Linked DNA regions of Drosophila melanogaster: region 1 is linked to region 2. Evidence: chromatin contacts called from public HiChIP or PLAC-seq data. All regions are on one chromosome and are shown on one strand. Each heading gives the region's core, a stretch centred on a gene start, on an enhancer-like site or on the middle of the called end of the contact. The rest is flanking DNA. Distances are from core to core; before and after follow the strand shown.

Evidence for each region. HiChIP or PLAC-seq counts read pairs in DNA pulled down with a chosen protein or histone mark.
Region 1: a Psq HiChIP or PLAC-seq map of the Kc167 cell line shows a contact between it and region 2, with 2.1 times the contacts expected there. The contact joins the promoter of mor here to the promoter of cv-d in region 2. A contact is called at or near these places in 1 of 1 datasets of contacts at CTCF or cohesin (the Kc167 cell line), 26 of 107 Hi-C or Micro-C datasets (the Clone 8 cell line, the D17-c3 cell line, the Kc167 cell line and 9 more) and 3 of 6 datasets of contacts at active chromatin or transcription factors (all in the Kc167 cell line).

What each region holds. Positions count from the first base shown.
Region 1 is chr3R:15,970,404-15,974,980 of dm6, reverse strand. mor (moira) reads left to right here and starts at 2,068. Exons shown (of 8, transcript NM_079649.4): 1 at 2,068-2,285; 2 at 2,377-2,502; 3 at 2,683-3,607; 4 at 3,658-3,988; 5 at 4,052-4,577. The coding sequence starts at 2,169. Hel89B (Helicase 89B) reads right to left here and starts at 1,683. Exons shown (of 7, transcript NM_169693.2): 1 at 1,157-1,683.
Region 2 is chr3R:15,851,580-15,855,705 of dm6, reverse strand. cv-d (crossveinless d) reads left to right here and starts at 2,125. Exons shown (of 15, transcript NM_169676.2): 1 at 2,125-2,428; 2 at 2,779-2,978; 3 at 3,729-3,956; 4 at 4,018-4,126. The coding sequence starts at 2,398. Hmt-1 (Heavy metal tolerance factor 1) reads left to right here. Exons shown (of 6, transcript NM_142246.3): 5 at 1-177; 6 at 241-1,838. The coding sequence ends at 1,610.

The DNA.
Region 1 (4,577 bases), core at 819-3,318, 120 kb before region 2:
GAAAATGACACATTTCGGCATTGATCGCGCCATATGTTTTTTATATGCGAAGAGTTCAATATTTGCACCATATTTGGCCAATATTGGAACAGCTGTTGCTGCGTATTTTGCACAATGCACGAAATACTGATTGGTATCGAATTAATGGAGCTGAATGACAAACAACGGGCAGCATCATCATCGCAATGCCGCAGTCAAGTTCGGCAAGTAAACTTTGGATATTCAAATGTTCTTTAAGAAACTGTGACAAATGTCGCTGATGTTGCGAACCGCGGGAAAATGGCAAATGCGAAAAAGCTGAAAAGGCCGACCGCCGCCGTTTGAAACTAGTTCAGGTGCCCTACCCCAAGTTGTTGGTAGCAAAAGAGAGAGGGAAGCGGCGACTGCAGTCGATTACGGCAGCGGACCATAAATAAATACAGGTGCTTGTACCGCCTGGCATTGTAGTGCACAGTGAGAAATTCGCTGAAATGCTGTACTGAGATGATTGGTAGTGGTTCAAGGTACGGTAAGATGAGAATTTTTAAATTACTTTGAGATTTGTATACCAAAACATGACGCTCATTTACAATCCAATAATATTTCATGCATCAGAATCGAGTGAGGCTTAAATTTAAGAACTTTTTTCAATAGCTAATATTATGAAACCACATGCTTATTTCTTTCCGTGCACTAAACGTATCGTAATGTGGACGTGGACAGCGAACGCAGGGATTATTGTTAAATGCCACCCACTGAAATCGGAAAAAGAGCCCGATGAATGAACAAATGGACGACACAAATAGCGGCTGGCGAATTGGGCAATGTGTTGCGACTAAAAATACGCGCACTAGAACGGGCTGCCAAGATGAGAGAGACTAGAAGGCGAAGACAAAGAGCTAGTGGTAGACCAAGTTTTTGTAAAGGATTTCCGCTGTTTTGCTGCGTTGGCGCCCACCTCCTCTCTCTCTCCCTCTCTCTCGCTCGCTCTCCTCTCTTATCAATAAACAGAGCCCCTTGGCCCCACTCTATCTATCTCTATCGCACGCACACAAGCAAGCGGAAGCGATAAGTTGCTGCCATATAAATAATGTTGCAATCTAGGATAAGAATTTAGGGGTTCCTTATGTTCCTATTCGCATTCCCACTCCCGATCTCCGAGTGTTATATCACTTACCTTTGGCAATGGTTGCTCTCTCTCGCTCTCTTCCTCTTCGCTTCGCATTTGCTCTTCTCTCCGCACTACGCACTCCTCTTTCTAGTTCCCTTCGTTGTGCGGTAGCAGTCAGCTTATGTGGGGCGCCCACTCACAATTCAACTCATGCGCTCTGCATTTTCTAATTGAATTGTTTGCTCTCAAACTGTACAATCGATGCTGAGTTACTATAGCCGTACGTATGTGTGTGTTTTGGCCCAAGGAAAGGGGTACTGGGTACTGCTTTTCGCCAGCAGCGTCACAAATCAATCCAATCGCTTTTGCTTTCTTCCTACTCACTCGCACTCACGCACCATTGACTTTTTATTTTCACGCACACTGGCACACTCGCGACGGACACACGGATGGGAATCCGGCGTTGCGAATAACGGCAGAATTCGATTTACGGCAATTGTCGTTGGTGGGCGTAGGCAGTCAATGTTTTAACTTAACACTGGGCTTCACGCTGATGCAAACACACTCTGACAGCACAATATTTTTAAGTTTTCGGTTCCCAGCAGCCATGTTAGCGCGATGGAGTCGCATTTATATGTGCGGCCTGACTATCGTGGTGCATCGGTTTTTAGGCGGCGCGAGCGGGACGCCAATACAGCACCACCGCCACTGTGACCAGATGGCATTATTGAATTTAACAGCAATTTTCACATAATAGCTTGTTCCCACTGAGATGTAAAGCTAACTGACACGTTAGCTAGCTATAACTTTTTCGAAGTCTATATAATTCTCTTAACAGCCAATATGTTTTCTTGTTATTTAATATATGGCTTCCACCAACCAATAGGTTTATATATTAACCTAACCTAAGATTAAAATAATGATAACTTTCAGTGGAGATAGCTGAAATATCGATAACGACTGTCACAACAACATCGATTTAAATACCATCTCTATTTTATCAACGCAGCGTTTATTGGCTTTTTGGCGTGGAAAAGTGAAAAGATAATTGACAAAAAGTCCACAAAAGTGCCGCAACATGAACACACTGGGTCCTAAGAAGGACGGAAGTCCGAATATAGACTTTTTCCAGTCGCCGGAGACGCTGCAGGGCTTTGAATCGATTCGCCAGTGGCTGCAGAAGAACTGCAAGAAGGTGCGTGCCAACAACAACGCCGCCGCAAACAAAAATGGCGCTGTCAGGCGGCGAAAAAAAAACGATTTACTCACAACCGTATTTATTGCAGTATTTGGCCCACAGTTCGGAGCCCATCACGAAGGAGTCCTTGGCCCAATTGCTCATTCACTTCCTGCAGTATGTGGAAGCCAAGCTGGGCAAGAACTCAGCGGATCCGCCGGCAACCAGAATTCCGGTTAGTATTGATAGTGCCTGTGGTTGGTGAGGGGGACAGGGTGCCCCGTGTTGCGTGTGTACACGTAAATATTAATCCTCCAATGGCCAAATGTTTGGACCACTAGCTTATATTTTGTATTTAGCTACATGATTTACGTACATTAAAACATATCTCTAATAATCGTACCACCCACACCAGATGCGTTGCTTTCTGGACTTCAAGAGCGGCGGTGGTCTGTGCATCATTTTCTCGACCATGTTCCGTTTCCGGGCCGAGCAACGCGGCAAGAAGTTCGACTTCTCCATTGGCAAGAATCCCACGCGCAAGGATCCCAACATCCAGCTGCTGATCGAGATTGAGCAGGCGTTGGTCGAGGCGGACTTGTATCGCATACCGTACATCTATATTCGGCCGGAGATTGAAAAGGGCTTCGAGGGAAAACTGCGCGAGATCCTGGACAATCGACGGGTAGAGATTGTGTCGGACGAGGAGGACGCCACCCATATCGTCTATCCTGTGGTGGACCCACATCCCGACGAGTATGCGCGGCCCATTTTCAAGCGCGGCGGACATGTGATGCTGCATTGGTACTACTTCCCCGAGTCCTACGATTCTTGGGCTGTGAATAACTTTGACCTGCCCGATCACATTCCGGAGAATCCCGAGTCACCGGCGGAACGTTGGCGTGTGTCTGCATCCTGGATCGTGGACCTGGAGCAGTACAATGAGTGGATGGCCGAGGAGGACTACGAGGTTGACGAACAGGGCAAGAAGAAGACGCACAAACAGCGTATGTCCATAGACGACATCATGTCATTCGGCGACGAGAAGAAGAAGCCTGCTGCCAGCTCGGGCGGAGGCAAGCAGAAGAGACGCCGTTCACCATCTCCCGCCAGTTCGGCATCCACCTCAAAGCCGGGCAAGCGTAAGCGTTCTCCCGCCGTGGTGCACAAAAAGTCGCGCAACGACGATGATGACGAGGACTTAACTCGCGATCTGGATGATCCGCCGGCCGAGCCCAATGTTCAGGAGGTTCATAAGGCAAATGCCGCCTTGCAGTCCACCGCCAGTCCAGCTCCGGGCGGTAAATCTCGTGGCGACAACGACATGATGCCCATTAAAGGTAAGTTTTGTTATCTTATATCTGCATTGACTAAACAAACTGATATCTAGGTGGCACTATGACCGATCTGGATGACGAAATGACTGGAGGAAGCGCCGCTCAAGCCATGTCTACCGGAGATGGGGAAAACTCGCAGACAGGCAAGACAAGTGATAACAGCAACACGCAGGAATTCTCTTCATCGGCCAAAGAGGATATGGAGGACAATGTGACCGAGCAGACGCACCACATTATCGTGCCTTCGTACTCGGCTTGGTTTGATTACAACTCCATTCATGTGATCGAGAAACGGGCCATGCCGGAATTCTTTAACAGCAAGAATAAGTCAAAGACACCAGAAATCTATATGGCCTACAGGAATTTTATGATTGATACGTACAGGTAAGTTGAAGCTCCATTTTTTTTGCAGCAAATAGTTTTGAATATGTTACTCATCTATTTCAGGCTCAATCCGACGGAGTATTTGACCAGCACAGCTTGTAGGCGTAATCTTGCCGGAGATGTGTGCGCCATAATGCGAGTACACGCCTTCTTGGAGCAATGGGGCCTGATTAACTACCAGATCGATGCGGATGTCCGCCCCACCCCTATGGGTCCACCACCAACCTCACACTTTCACATTCTTTCGGATACGCCATCAGGTCTACAGTCCATAAATCCGCAAAAGACGCAACAGCCGTCGGCGGCAAAGACGCTGTTGGATCTGGACAAAAAGCCATTGGGTAAAGATGGCGGCCTGGAGTTGGGCGATAAAAGTGGTCTGACTGGCATCAAGACAGAGGCTCTAGAGAATGGCGCTGCCGGAGGATTAAGTTCCGGAGTGAGCCAGTTTGGACTCAAGCTGGATCAGTACGCAAAGAAGCCGGCGGCCATGAGGAATCGAACGGCGGCAAGCATGGCTCGTGAATGGACCGATCAGGAGACTCTGCTGTTGCTTGAGGGCTTGGAAATGCACAAGGACGACTGGAAC
Region 2 (4,126 bases), core at 876-3,375:
GAGAGGTGTTGCGTGTCATGGATCGCGGCACGGACTCGATCAACAACCTCCTCAACTATATTGTCTTCTCGATCGCACCAACCATTCTCGATCTACTCGTTGCCGTGGCATACTTTGTTTACGCCTTCAATTGGTGGTTTGGCCTAATCGTCTTCCTCACCATGTTCCTGTATATAGGTAAGTGATAAAAATTATTCGATTAATTCCATTCGTATTTCAAAATATCCTTCCGTTTTACAGCCTCTACCATTGCAATCACTGAATGGAGAACCAAGTACCAGAGGAGAATGAACCTGGCGGACAATGAGCAGCGAGCTCGCAGCGTGGACTCCCTTCTCAATTTCGAAACAGTCAAGTACTACGGAGCGGAGCACTACGAGGTGGATTGCTACAGGGAGGCCATTCTCAAGTACCAAAAGGAAGAGTTCCTCTCAATGCTGACACTCAACATGCTGAACACAGCCCAGAATATTATTTTGTGCTTGGGCCTACTGGCCGGATCGCTGCTCTGTGTATACTTGGTAGTTCACCATCAAACCCTCACCGTGGGCGATTTTGTGCTCTTCTCCACCTATCTGATGGAATTGTACATGCCACTGAATTGGTTCGGCACCTATTACCGAGCCATACAGAAGAACTTCGTGGACATGGAGAACATGTTCGATCTGCTGAAAGAGGAGGAAGAGATTGTGGATGCCCCAGGCTGTTCGCCCCTTCTAACTGCCGGCGGTGGCATTGAGTTCTCAAACGTGACCTTTGGCTATTCACCGGAGAAGATAGTGCTGCGCAATGTGAGCTTCACAGTTCCGGCCGGTAAGACGGTAGCGATTGTTGGACCCTCTGGAGCCGGTAAGAGCACCATCATGCGGCTGCTTTTCCGCTTTTACGATGTGCAGACTGGTGCTATCCTGATTGACGGACAAAACATCAAGCTTGTGCAGCAGCAGAGTCTGCGAAAGGCCATTGGAGTGGTGCCCCAGGATACGGTTCTCTTTAACAACACCATCTTCTACAACATTGAATATGCCAAGTTGGGCGCTTCGGACGAAGCTGTCTATGAGGCTGCTCGCGCCGCCGACATTCACGAAAGGATTCTCGGCTTTCCGGAGAAATATGAGACAAAGGTGGGCGAACGAGGTCTGCGGCTCAGTGGAGGTGAAAAGCAACGCGTAGCCATCGCCAGAACGCTTCTTAAGGCGCCCATTATTGTGCTCCTGGATGAAGCCACCTCAGCTTTGGACACCCACACAGAACGCAATATTCAGGCTGCTTTGGCCAGGGTGTGCGCAAATCGTACCACCATCATTGTTGCCCATCGTCTTTCCACCATCATCCATGCGGACGAGATTCTGGTCCTGCAGCAGGGAAGCATAGCGGAGCGTGGGCGACACGAAGAGCTTGTGCTGCGCGAAGATGGCATCTACGCGGACATGTGGCAACAGCAACTCAAGAATCTAGATGCAGAACAGAGTGGTGGTTCTGATAACGGAGACGCTAGTGCAGAATCGGGATCGGAGAAACGCAGGGCAGGAGGAGCAGGAGGACCAAGTGGTACTGGAACGGGTGGTGCCCACTTCAGGGCAGGACATGCTCATGGGGGAGCACGCTAGCCTTAAGTGACATACAGAGTAGTTTCTGATATTCCTGATTCCATGTGATTTGTGGTGTATTGTTATACGTATGAGAGCAGCTCGTCAAAGTCTTAGTTCGTCTATAAGTAACCTTATATGCTACTCTTATACTAATAAATAACGTAGATTTTTATAGACAATCCGCGAGATTTAATATAATTTAAATGTGTCTGGTACCAAATAAATAGCGCAATATTGTGTATTTCTAGTCCTTATTAAATTATTAAGTCTTGAAGGGATACGAAATTGTCCTTGGGAATATTGTAAGATAATGTTATGCAAGATATCTTAAAATCCTCTAAACAGAATGTATCAGATTTGAGAATCCGTTTTCTGGTCCGTAAGACGTTGTTCCAGTGGACGCGGCAAAAATCTATTTATAGGACATTTCCCAAGAGATCGTAAGAGAGCCCAGCTGCCAAGCTGCTCTTCGCAGCATGATTCTTATCAACGAAACCTCCAGCAAGGCCAACCATCCGGCTGTTATGTCCGCTCAGTTTGAGCTTGGATCGCGAACAGAGCGGACGTGTCGAGCTGTGATCCGGGAATTAGACGCGTTGGCGATAAAGGAGGAAAAGCGTCGGCTTCTTTGAAAAATCTGATAATATACAGTCGCGTTGATATATATATTATATATAATATATATACATATATTCACTGATACTACATTGAGAAATCTGTGCGCGAAGTGAAAAGCGTCGGAAGATCTGTGGAAAAGCGAGTGCCACGACCTCGGAAGGAAGTAGCTAGTAGCAAGTAGCAGGCCATGAGGCTACTCAAGTGTTCCGTGTTTGTGTGTACGTGAGAGTAACCTAGTTGATAATCCCAACTGTATCAGAAACTAATAAAAGAATATGACGTAATTATTCATTGACGAGGCGCGCATCAAAAAGAAACCTAGAAGCAACATTGATTAAAGCGTTTTGCGATCATTCAAATATGTTTATATATATTATATATACACATGCACATTTAGTATATATCTATATATATATATATATAAGAAATTCAATTGATAATTGAAGAGTTTATTGCCCGTCCGCGCGAATGCGACATAGATGGCGGGAGGGATGGATGAACACGAGCGGATGGGAGGAGCATCCATCGAATTGAAGTTCAATTTCCCATTTATCTATTTATCCGGCAGATCTGTTCCTGATCTTCGATGCCGGCCATGCCTTCAGCATCATTGGCCTCAACAAACAGATGCTCTACGAGTACGAGGGCAATGTCCTGGTGGGTGCAAAGCCCCAGGACGAGGGCCACCAGGCGCCACCCACCACCGGATGGATTGTGCGGGGCAAGCTGACGCTCCAGCGGCAAAGCGAGCTGGTCTTGGCTGCGGCGGTAAGTTGTCTAGGATCAGTTCCAGTTTCGGAGATGTTTCAGTTGATCTCCGGCAAGCGTTTCTCAATATTATTTTTGTTTATACAAATCGATCCATACTAGTATTTACTCATACTTCTTGTATGTAGAAGAATGTGTATATCAATTGGAAATCGGTGAAAAATCAAATCAATTTATTGATTTCATTATCAATTTATACGATCCAATCGGCGCATTCTATAGCCCCCATTCCCATATTCCACTTCCCATTCCCCATCACCATCTGCAGCGCGACTTCTTGTCAGCCTCCGCAGACGAAGAAGAATTCGCAGATGAATTAAAGACAATTTAACCATTCACTGAGCGGTAGCGACTCTGGAAAAGATCGGAGCGGATTCGCCACAATAAACTGAACTCGGTTGTGAACTTCTTTCATTGAGCCCCCACAGATAATGCCATTCCCTTTTGTTAATCAGCTCTGATTGTTTTGACTGAGAGTGACTCTCTAGGAGTAGAGAGTCCCTCGCTTATCAGTGATCAGGCATCTGGACCTGCGCCTGGGCATGGTATGGTGCATGTACGCCATATGAGAGCGCCGATCTGACTAATTTCTGCTGGCCAGATAAACGGCGTCTCGGCGCGTCTTATCAGCCGGTTCAGTTGGGCTCGACCCTGGTCGATAGAAGATTACAGCATTATTGCAGGGCTTTCCCGGCTAATCGTCTGCTCTGCTCTGCTCTCTCTCTCTCTCGCTCGCTCTCTACCCGACAGCTGGTCATAGACGATGTAACGCTGAACAACTCCGGCGAGAAGTTCCTGCAGAACAAGGAGATGTACCCGCCCTACAAGCCCTTCAAGATCGCTCTCACCAAGGATGGCGCCATCTCACATGTGGTCTTCAAGGAAGGCGATCCCATATGGAGCATGAACTTCAAGCGGGCCATCGCATCGGTGCTGCAGTTCCAGATGAAGTCCAGCGGGGCCTTCGTCGTGGATGAGGTAAGTTATACCATCCGATATACATAATTCCTAATTTAAACTTTATTATTTTTACTGGTAGCTGGGTATTCACGGCACTTGCCGCACGGAGTACTTTGTGTCCAACAGGACAAACTACATCTCCATCCGCAAAACGCCGGAGGTCAAGACCTGCAAGCCGTACTCGGAGG